Regions from separate parts of the Mus musculus genome. Here region 2 is linked to region 1. The links are chromatin contacts, called in public promoter capture Hi-C maps. All regions are on one chromosome and are shown on one strand. Each heading gives the region's core, a stretch centred on a gene start, on an enhancer-like site or on the middle of the called end of the contact. The rest is flanking DNA. Distances are from core to core; before and after follow the strand shown. Region 1 overlaps Lrrc27 (leucine rich repeat containing 27). Region 2 overlaps Inpp5a (inositol polyphosphate-5-phosphatase A).

What was found. Capture Hi-C pulls out chosen DNA fragments and counts their contacts.
Region 2: a contact with region 1 is called in a promoter capture Hi-C map of liver. The contact joins two enhancer-like sites. A contact is called at or near these places in 11 of 39 promoter capture datasets (the HPC-7 cell line, cranial neural crest, embryonic stem cells and 7 more), 1 of 15 datasets of contacts at CTCF or cohesin (the NIH/3T3 cell line), 12 of 484 Hi-C or Micro-C datasets (B cells, the BV-2 cell line, adipose-derived mesenchymal stem cells and 8 more), 13 of 115 datasets of contacts at active chromatin or transcription factors (T-cell acute lymphoblastic leukemia, bone marrow-derived macrophages, embryonic basal ganglia and 10 more) and 4 of 9 other capture datasets (adipose tissue, embryonic stem cells, liver and 1 more).

The regions. Positions count from the first base shown.
Region 1 is chr7:139,223,218-139,228,148 of GRCm38.p6, forward strand. It overlaps Lrrc27 (leucine rich repeat containing 27), which reads left to right. Exons shown (of 11, transcript NM_027164.1): 5 at 372-524; 6 at 2,784-3,144; 7 at 4,703-4,849. Among named protein-coding and RNA genes, the nearest start is that of Gm32315, 9.4 kb to the right of the region's middle. Within about 2 kb of position 1,699, at least 91 of the 459 cell types and tissues checked have an H3K27ac peak or open chromatin away from gene starts, as enhancers often do. A contact at or near this core is called in the HPC-7 cell line, where this site is marked.
Region 2 is chr7:139,490,804-139,495,711 of GRCm38.p6, forward strand. The region is part of intron 4 of Inpp5a (inositol polyphosphate-5-phosphatase A); the gene reads left to right. Among named protein-coding and RNA genes, the nearest start is that of Gm33031, 90 kb to the right of the region's middle. Within about 2 kb of position 1,793, at least 7 of the 459 cell types and tissues checked have an H3K27ac peak or open chromatin away from gene starts, as enhancers often do. A contact at or near this core is called in the HPC-7 cell line, where this site is marked.

The DNA.
Region 1 (4,931 bases), core at 449-2,948:
CTCGTGCTTGTAATCCCAGCACTTGGGACCTGAGACAGGAGGTTTGCTGTGAGTCTGAGAAGAGCCTTGGTTACACAGTGAATTCTAGGCCAGTCTGGGCAATAGTAGAGTGAGCCCCTGTATCCACAGAAACAGAAGAATAAACAACTGTCAATTCTCATTACCCATTTCCCCATCTTTTTCTCATCCTCTTCTTCATCCTCTTCCTTCTTCTGAGCCAGTCTTTTGTAGCCCAAGCTGGCTCAGGAACTCCCCATATCGCTGAAGATAACGTTGAACTCAGGAGTTCCCTGACTCCACCTGCCTTCCTCTCCCTCCTGAGTCCCTCTCCAAGAAGTGGGCAGAGGACTGAAATTTCCCCTCCACTCCAGGGCAGGTCACTACACTGACAGCACTGAACCTGAGACACTGCCCTCTGGAATTTCCTCCTCGCCTGATTGTGCAGAAAGGCTTGGTAGCCATCCTCACCTTCCTACGCATCTGCTCAGTGGAGAAGGCCTTCCCTGGAGATGAGTTGCTTCCAGGTTTGTAGAGAATTTTCTGTCACTAGATGAGACCTAGGAGTGTGTGTGGCTTCCCCAGCTTCTGTAGGGCTCGCATGGCAAAGACTAGCCCATACACTGGCCCAAACACCATGCCTTGCCCTGGCTCAGATCCACTCTGAGCAGTACACGCCTGTTTGGGTAGGCGAGGTAAGAGTCCATGGGATAAGGCAAGTGGAGCAGTCTTTACCTCCAAGCCAAGCAAGCAGCTGCTCTGAGAGGGCCTTGTGCTCCTCCAGACAGCATTTTAAAAAGCTCCATGAAACATACCCTGTCCCTGCCTAGATACTAAGAGCTGGCTTAATAAGCAGGTTGTACCCTTGTGGGAGATACATGCACTGCCCCATGCTGTCAACATATTGAGCAGTCAGAGAGAAGGAAGGGGAAGGGAATGGTGCACCAGTCTTTGCCTTGGTCATCCACCATGAGTGTCTTGAAGTGTTTTGAAGCAATCACGTTCATAAAGGGCCTTAGCTGGTGTCAGGCCCTAGCTCTGAGTCAGGGATCCCAGGGCCTGTGGGTGGATTCAGAGGTGACCCAGAAACATTAGAGGGAGTGGCAGCAGGGAAGGTGAGAAGCTGTGCCTTAGCAAGGCCCTGGGACTCTTGTGTGCAGTCCAGGCCTCAAGGGTTCCTGTGCCTACACAGGACCTTAGCTGAGGGCTCCTCCTTGGGTGGCACCTAATTCCAGTGCCTTAGACTGCCTATGTGAAGGCACATAATTTAGGGGAAAGCTGAACTCTGAGAGGTTGTAATGGCAGCCTAAGTTCCTAAAGGACAGCTTGACAAGGACAGGATAAGAGAGGAAAGGCAGAATAGAAGGCACCGCATGCCTGGCAGGAGCAGGGGGCAGGGGGCAGGGGGCAGGGGGCAGGAGCAACCAGAATCCAGAGAGACAGGGGTGAGAGTCTGGAAGCAGCAGCTACTGTACTAGGGGCTCTGGAGCAGGTCTGAGGCAACACCTGGGGCAAATGGTGCAGAATCCTTGAGGGCATGCATGTCAGACCCCAGTGAAAAAGCATTCTGTTCATTCAGAAGTGAAAATACACGAAAGAGAAAAAGGAAAAGCTCTCCTCGAGGCCGGAGGAGACTAACGGCACAGGAAGTTGAATACACCACACTTACAGGAAGACACTGGGTCTGGCGCCAGGAAATGGTGCAAGAAGTGTCACCGGGACAGCTGTGGGGGTTCAGGTCCGCATGACTTGACAGATGACAGAAGTCAGTGTGACACTCTGGCTCTGGGGTAAGGTTTGGGACTGGAAGTCACTCCTGTTCTGACATGTTTTATGTAAGTGCAAGGAGAGGATCAATAGTCAAAGAGTGGCCAAGGTGTTTGCCACCTAAGACCAGAAGATGCTAGACGGTAGAGCTCACTCTGCTTAGCTCCTGTCCAGTCCTGCGCATCCTGGCTCATGGTGCCTGAGGGCAAGTCTGCAGCCTGTGTCCCCTCTGGGCTGGTGCTACACTACCTTGGCAGTCTTTGGACTTGTTTTTCCTCAGAGCTAAAAGTCAGCAAAGCATCGCCAAAGAACAACAAGCACATGGGCTAGCTTTTAATTGAAATAAAGATTTAAGATATCTTGGGGGAGGGGAGCAGAAATGCCCATAATGGCGGCGAGGATGCCTCCTGCACATGGACCAAAAGATGCAGTAGGTGGAGGAGGTGCAAGAAGCTCAGGGCCTTTGACAGAGTGTGTCCATCCCCCACGAAGTAGCTGCTGTGGGTCTGTGGCAGCCTGTGGGATCCAGCAAGTCCAGACCTGAGTGGACTCTCACTTCCCAGACATCTGAGCAAAGAAACAAAGGCCTTGGACCTGGCCACTAGCTGATCCTTAGAGTGGCATTGATTTACTGGCCACTGCTGTAGGTAGAGTCTCGTGTTGGAGTGACAAAACACCCTATTTTGGTAACTTATAGAAGAAAGGCTCATGCTGGCTCAGGATTTGAGGAGAGATAGTCCCTCTGGGGAAGTCATGGCAGCAGGCACTTGAAACAGCTGGTTACAATGTGTCTGCAGCTGGGAGGCAGAAAGAGATGAACTCTGGTGCTCAGCTATCTGGGCCCCCAGCTCATAACATGGTGCCACCCACATTGAGGGTGGGTCTTCCCTCCTCAGTTAAGCCTATCTGAAAACACCCTCACAGACCCAGAGATGTATCTCTGAGGTAATTCTAAATCCAGACAAGTTGATAGTGAAGATTGACTCCACAAACACTGAAATGTCTTTTTATTCCACCAGAAGTCTCAGCACCTAAGATGGGCAGCAATGACCTTCAGTATCCCGTGCTCCCTCTGCCCCGTAAAGGCTCACCTAGTGAGAACAGCCTTAATGACCCAGACCAGGAGAAGGAGAAGGCTGACTTCTTCCCACCTATGGAAAGGCTAGACCTGAGTGAGCTCCGCAAATCCAACGCCGCCTCCGAGATATGGCCCAGTAAGGAGGAGATCAGACGCTTCTGGAAGCTGAGGCAGGAGATTGTGGAGAATGAGCAGGTGGAGATTCAAGAGAAGAAGCTCTTGGCTGTTGAGCTGCCGCCAAATCTCAAGGCAGCGCTAAACGTCAAGGAGAAAAAGCACAGGAAGCCATGGCCCGCAGTCAGGTAAGGCTCTGCTGAGGCAGACTGCCTGACCCACGGAGCTGTAAAGTTATTTCATGACTCTCTGAAGCACAGCATCCTAATGTGCTTGTCTGTTCTAAATCCATTGTTTAGGGTATATCGGACCAAGCCATAGTATAGGAGCAGAGCAGACAGACCAGTGTCACTGAACACACTTGGCAGAATAGGACACGCAGCTCATGGGCGGTGTGTGACGCCCATTCATGCAGCTGATGTGTATGGGAACTGTGTGGTGCTGTGTGTAGAGAGGATGAGAACGTGTTCAGACCAGCTCACACATCCTCCAGAGATATGTCATTGTATCTCGGGGAACATTAATGGGCTCCTGAGGGTGACAGACTCTTAGAACTGACAGTAACCAGTGGCTTAAGACTCGATCTGGACATATCTACAGAAGCTGTGGAGTCTGAGCATGACTGCTCTTTAACTATGCTTCGTGGAGAGCAGCTAGCTCTTTAACTATGCTGTGATTCTGGACATTGTAAATGTTATTGTGAAGGAGTTTATATGCACATGTATGGGTATATTTGCCTCTGTGTGCACATCTGGAGGCTAGAGATGGCTTCATATGTCTTATTCTGCACCTTGATCTTTGAGTCAGCCTCTCTCACTGCACATTGCTATTTCTGTTAGTCTGTCTGGTCAACAAGCCCCTAGGATCTGTCTGTCTTTGCCCCCTCCCCACAGTGCTGGGGTGGCAGGTGCATGCCCCTGCTGTTGCTTTCTACACGCGTGCCTGGGGGACAGACTCAGGTCTTCACACCTGTGCAGCAGACATTTCACCCACGGAACCGCCTCTGCACTTCCTGGGTTTGAACATTCATCTAAATCTTTAGGCACACACACACACACAGCACAGCCCAAAAGTTCTGGCACCCTGCACCATGGCCTGTGGTCTTGGTGGCCTGGGGCTACTGAAATGTTCTCAATTTGAGTCACAGGCAATGGGAGCAGTAGCATCCTCCTCCGGTGCTTAGGGACCTCTCTCCTCCCCCTTATGCTCACTGTGATGAGTGGTAATGACAATTTATCTTGACAATCATGGTCCACTCTCTAAAAGTGCTTAAGTGTGTCTCTGTGTCCGACATAGACACCAGAGCTGAGCCCCGGGAGACTGCCGTGGCTTGAGAGGTTGGAACATTCGGTGTGTGAGCACGCTCCCTCTGGCTCCCCTGCTGGCACTGGGCCACCTCCTGGGAATGGGTTAAGGATGCCCTTTCCTATGGACCTCAGCTCCGTAACTGATGGGCATCTGGAGGACAGAGTCCTCAACTGACATGGGTCAGTACTGAGGCTTTCTCTGGACTGCTGTAGCTGGGACCAGTGACTATTTCAATATGCAGTGGACCCACCAGGCCTGCTTTAAGCTCTTCTGCTATTTATTAGGGCAGGGGCTGGGGTCTTGGTTTTGGTTTTTTGAGACAAGGTGTTACACTGTAACCTTCTTTTACATCTGCATGTGTTCATCTCTGTCTCTCCAGCAAGTATGCTTACCGTCATATAGTTACATTTTCAGCTATTAACATTTTGTGATTTTTAGGAAGAGGTCCACCTCCTTCAAAGGCATCTTGCCCAACCTCCCTTCAGGGTACCAAAACACAGTTCATGCAAACAGGATGGAAGACACTCACAAGGCGGCTCTTCAGGAGCTCCAAGAGAAGGAGACAGTGCTGGAGCAACGGAGGAGGTGCGCCTGGGCTGGGATAGCATCAGGATTGGGAGACCTCCCCATGATCAACCATGTTGGTGTGGTTTTGTCTCCAGCCTCA
Region 2 (4,908 bases), core at 543-3,042, 270 kb after region 1:
CTGTCTACTTTCTGATAAAGGAGTTTGGGGCAGAGAGCCGTAGTAACATGGTACACATGCCAGAGCTTTCCTCTGCTTAGCCACAAGTGTCTATGAGTGCCCATCGGCCATGCCTATCCCCACCTCTCCGTTGTCACTCATATTTAGACCCAAGGTAGTCAGGAAGAAGAGGTTGGGATATCTGCTTATGGATGTAGGACAGGGAGGGAATGTCACAGCATTCTGGGAAGGCTCAGTACTGGAAGGAGGGATGGGGCCACCAGCTTGGTGAACCTATTCGATTGAACCTTGGTGAATACTTTGATTGAATCTATGGCCGTTCACAAGGGTGATATAACTCCAACCAGCCATGTTGCCTACTTGCCATGGTCTTAAGGAAAGAACACTTACTCTGTCCTGGTTTAGAGAACATTGACTGAGGAGGAAGAGGTGGCAATGGCTGCCTGGCATGCAGGATGTTGGTATATGTCCTCAACACTTCCCCAACATCATTCCAGTGTTACTCTCCCCCAGGTTCGGTACTGTGGAGACACGACCAATCCACCAATACCAGGTTTGGAATAGGAGATGACCAGAGCCCAAGTCATCTTTGCATACCCATGGTTGCTCCCCTGAGATAATGTAGTGACTGCTCGGTAGCACTCGCCTCCTGAATGCCAGATCCCCATGACTAGATGAGAATGTTGCATTCTCTTGTGGGCTGCTTTTTGCTGGGCAAGTGGTGCTCAACTCACCTCTGGCAGTAGTCGGACAAAAGTCTCAGAGGGAGGTGCATGTGCCCTGTGCCATAGGGAGGCTCATCAAATGACCACATGGAGGAACTCTGGAACACCACCACCCATACCCTTAGAGGACAGAGCCATGGGTTTGCTTCTCAGCAACCAAAGTCTGCCAGGCTCAGCCAAGATCTTGGACCCGCTTACCTGACCTAAGGATGAGGTATAGCCAGTTTGTCAGCCCTCGAAAACCAGGGTGTGCTCCTGTGTGTTCAGCCTGCTGCTGGCCCAAGACACAAGGATGGCTACCCTCGCTTCTGCCCCTCAGGACCTGTGTTCTGGGCTGTTGAATATAGAGGGTGTGGTTGAGACGTTGGCCCAGACTCTGGGAATGCATTAGGATGAGGAGCTGCGAAAGAAGCATCTTACAAAGAAGGACATAGATGTATCAGTGTGGAGTGTTGTTTCCTCAGCTCACCTTGCTAATGTACCTTCCCCCGACCCCCACACAAGGGTCTTTCTGTGCCAGATAGTTCAGTAAGGGTTGTGTGGAGCACAGCTGAGGCCCCAACATTTGTCTGTAGGCAGCTGCATCTGTCAGTCCTACTGGCCAGTCACCCTACCAGAGCTAGCTGGGTTCCTATGGTATCATTTTGTGTGCTTTGCTGGGTTCAGTAACTGACATCCCAGGTTGACATCACTGTGCAAGCTCTAGTACGAGCTAGGCAGTTGCCAAGGAGCCCTTAGTGGCCAGCACTGTCTTAGCTGGGTCCTTGCAGCTACTGAGCACGAGCCGTTCCTTAGCCCAAGTAGAGCCAAGGGAATTTAGTAACCCACGCAGAGCACAGCGCAGCGGAAGCCTGTGCTTTCAATTGGGCTCCAGAGCCAACAACATATAACATGTACCATGTTACATACTACATGGAAGGGAACAGACACTTAAGCCAACACACGAGGACATATAGGAAGCACCTGGCATTCAGGGAGCAAATATTGCATCAGGCAGCACAGGAAGGGGCTCCCATCACTGGCACATAGACTATCTGACCATGATTGACAGGGAGAAAGGAAGTCAGAGTTTTGCTATGCTTAGAGCATCAAAGAAGGAAGTAGAGTGTGACTAGGTAGTTGGTGGGGACAGCTGTAAGATTTGGGGGACAATGGGAGGACATTCATCTGTGGACAGGCTGGTTGTTACTAATTTAAAGACCTATCTGATCTAGCCTTAAATTCATATTAAAGTGAATTTATAGAGCAGTCTAGCAATAGTGACTGAACCCAGTTTGTTGTTATTTTTCTTGAATTCAGTCTTTTGCCTTTCACAAAAGAGATGCAAGGTCAGACCTAGGTGGGTAGAGACCAGGGGGAACTCCAGTGTCCTCATGGGATGTGGCAACCAGATGGAGTGTGGCCAGTCCTATAAATGAAGCTGTTTTAGTCCTTTTCCACATGGCCTCTGCTCCTCCATCCAGCTTACTCCATGCCCCTATGGACACACTTTTACCTTTCAGGCTGTGGTTTGAGAATCCAACCCAGAGACAAACACAATCTGTTTGAGGTATAGGATCAACTTCTTTAATGGAGTGTGTTGGAATAATGAGAGCGAGGTTCCTTCAGTGAGCCACCAGGGTGCAGTACTCTCACAAGCGACCAGGACTGGGCTTGTTAACATGGAAGTACTTTGTTTAGGTCTTTGACATCTTGTCCTGTGTCCAATGGCTTGCAAGCTATCAACTTGTAAATGATTCTCTTGCAAGCTGAAATTTAGATAACATTACCCTTTATAATAGCACCAAAGTATGAACTATTCAGAACTGTCTTAGGTCAGTGCTCTCTAAGACCTGCATCCTGAGAGCCATCACATGCAGCTTATACCAATTAGTGAGACCTGAGTATGTGGAGCTGTCCCAGGCTCGGGGAATGCTTAGTGGTATTGACGTGTCTGTTCTACCAAGATTGGCATGATGCTCCGGTGTGATTCTAATCAATGTTGGAGCAGAGGTTTTGTAGAAATCAGAAATCTGCATTTATGTTTTATATGGAAGTATAAAGGACCTACAGTGGCCTCAACAACATTGACAAAGGACAGTTGAGGGCTCATCTTGCCTGATCAAGACTTCCTATAAATCTGCAGTGGGCAAACCGATGGAGTGTAGGTATAAACCCGGAAAAACAGGCAGAGGGCTGGAAAGGACTCTGCAAATCCACTGGGTCAGGCTGGCCTCAGGCTTCTGAGGGCTGGGATTACAGGGACATACCACCTTTGATTTTGACGGAGGTGTCCAGGCTGTTGAGCCATAAGGGTATGCTCTGCATAAGGGAACAGTGGCCCTTAGCTGACCATTTGCTATGAATAAAGTCCAACTTTCACCAGAGACTATGGAAATTCATTTCTATGTGCTTACAAACCTGAGGGAGAAGTGATCGAAGCAAGTATTGGAAGGCAGTAATCCTCAAATGAAACCTTTGTTTTGATGCAAAAGTAAAGACAGCTCACAGCCTATGAGACAACTTTTGCAAAACCTCCGACTGGGAATTTTACCTGAAGTTCCTCGTGTAAATAACTGTTTCTGATCAATAGAAGTGGGGCTGTGGACCTGACCTCTGACACGGGCGGGGAATCTGAGCAGACTTGTCAGTAAGACACAGGTGTAGCAGGTGAGAGTAGAAGGTGCTCACCTGCTGCCCACAAGGCAGTGTCTTGTCCCTGAGTGTCCCTTCAAACCAATACCGTGGCTTCCAGTACCAAGTGCCTTCCCTGCAGTGTGCTGACAGTGTCCGGTTTACAATGATGAAACCTCCTCCCATCTGGACTCTGGGCTGCTTCTGGGGCCAGGCTCCAACTACAGGTGGACCCATAGGTCACAGAAGGTGCAAAGCCTAAAATGGAGCCTTGGGCTTCACACTTGCTCCTGTGTCTGGTACTAGAGGACTGCTTCTCAACTTCCCCAATGCTGTGACCCTTTAAGACAGTTCTTCACATCTTAGTGACCCCAACTAGAAAATTAGTTGTGTTGTTATTTCCTAACTGTAATGTTGCTCCTGTTGTGAATCATAATGTAAACATCTGTTTTCCAGTGATCTTAGGCGGTCCCTGTGGAAGAGTCATTTGACTCTCCTCCTGGAAAGGAGTCTGCAGCCACAGCTTGAGAACTGTTGTACCTCATTGTCTTCTAAGGGAGAGCACATGGGCTGAGGACCCGGGGGGGGGGGGGGGGAGCCTCATCTGAGGTCAGCGAGGAGCATGGGCCCTGCTGACCTCCAGCCACAGCCATGTGGCACCACCCATCTGCTCCAGCTTGTGACACCTGATTCCGTGACCCTGCTTGTGTCATCCCCCCCCCCACCCACCAGGTGTCCTCCACTTCCAAAACGATGGACAACATGCAGTAAGGCAGACTCTACGGTCACTGTACCCAAAGCCTGCAGGGGCCTGTGTTTGCAATCATCTGCCCTGGCCATCCCTCCTAATCCCATAGGTCACTTGCTGGTGGTGGCTGTGTCAGTCTAGGGCCCTGGTTTCTGTGGGCAGGAGGACAGTGGGAATGGGGCTGTCGTGGACACAAGGGCAGTATGGGGTGGGGTGATGCAGGCTTCATGTTCCCAGCCTGCTGATCCAGGCCAGCCTGCTCATTTCCCACCAGATACTGTATCTCTACCTTTGTTCCGTGCTTTCTGGTGAGAAATCCCTAACAGGTCTTTGGTGAAGCTGAGCCAGGTGCCTAGTGGCAGCAGATCCATCAGGCTGTAGACAGGCATGATCGAGGGCCGTGTCACATGAGCCTAGGAAACAAATACACTGCAGGAAATGTATTGGTGAACAAACTGAAAGATTGTAAAGCTCTTAAGGACTTTGATGCTTGTTAGCATTTTTTGACAGAAAATCACTGAAGCAGTAGACATAAAAAAAAATAGTCCTGGGGCTCACAGTGTAACTGCTCATTCTATTTATTTAGCCTCAAGTGACGTCTCACTAGAGTCCCCTGTGAGCATAGCCCGGCATGTCTAGACTCTTCCTGGGACTTGCAGCAAGCCTGACCTCTGCCTTATGTATGCGTTGGTCTTCTTGAGGTGCTTTTATACTACTGATGGAGACCAAGCCATCTCACCTAGCAGAGACAAATTTGGCCTCAGATGCAGGATCCTGAGTCCTGCATCCTTGTCCTCCAGGAACCCAGTTTGCGGGGCCTCT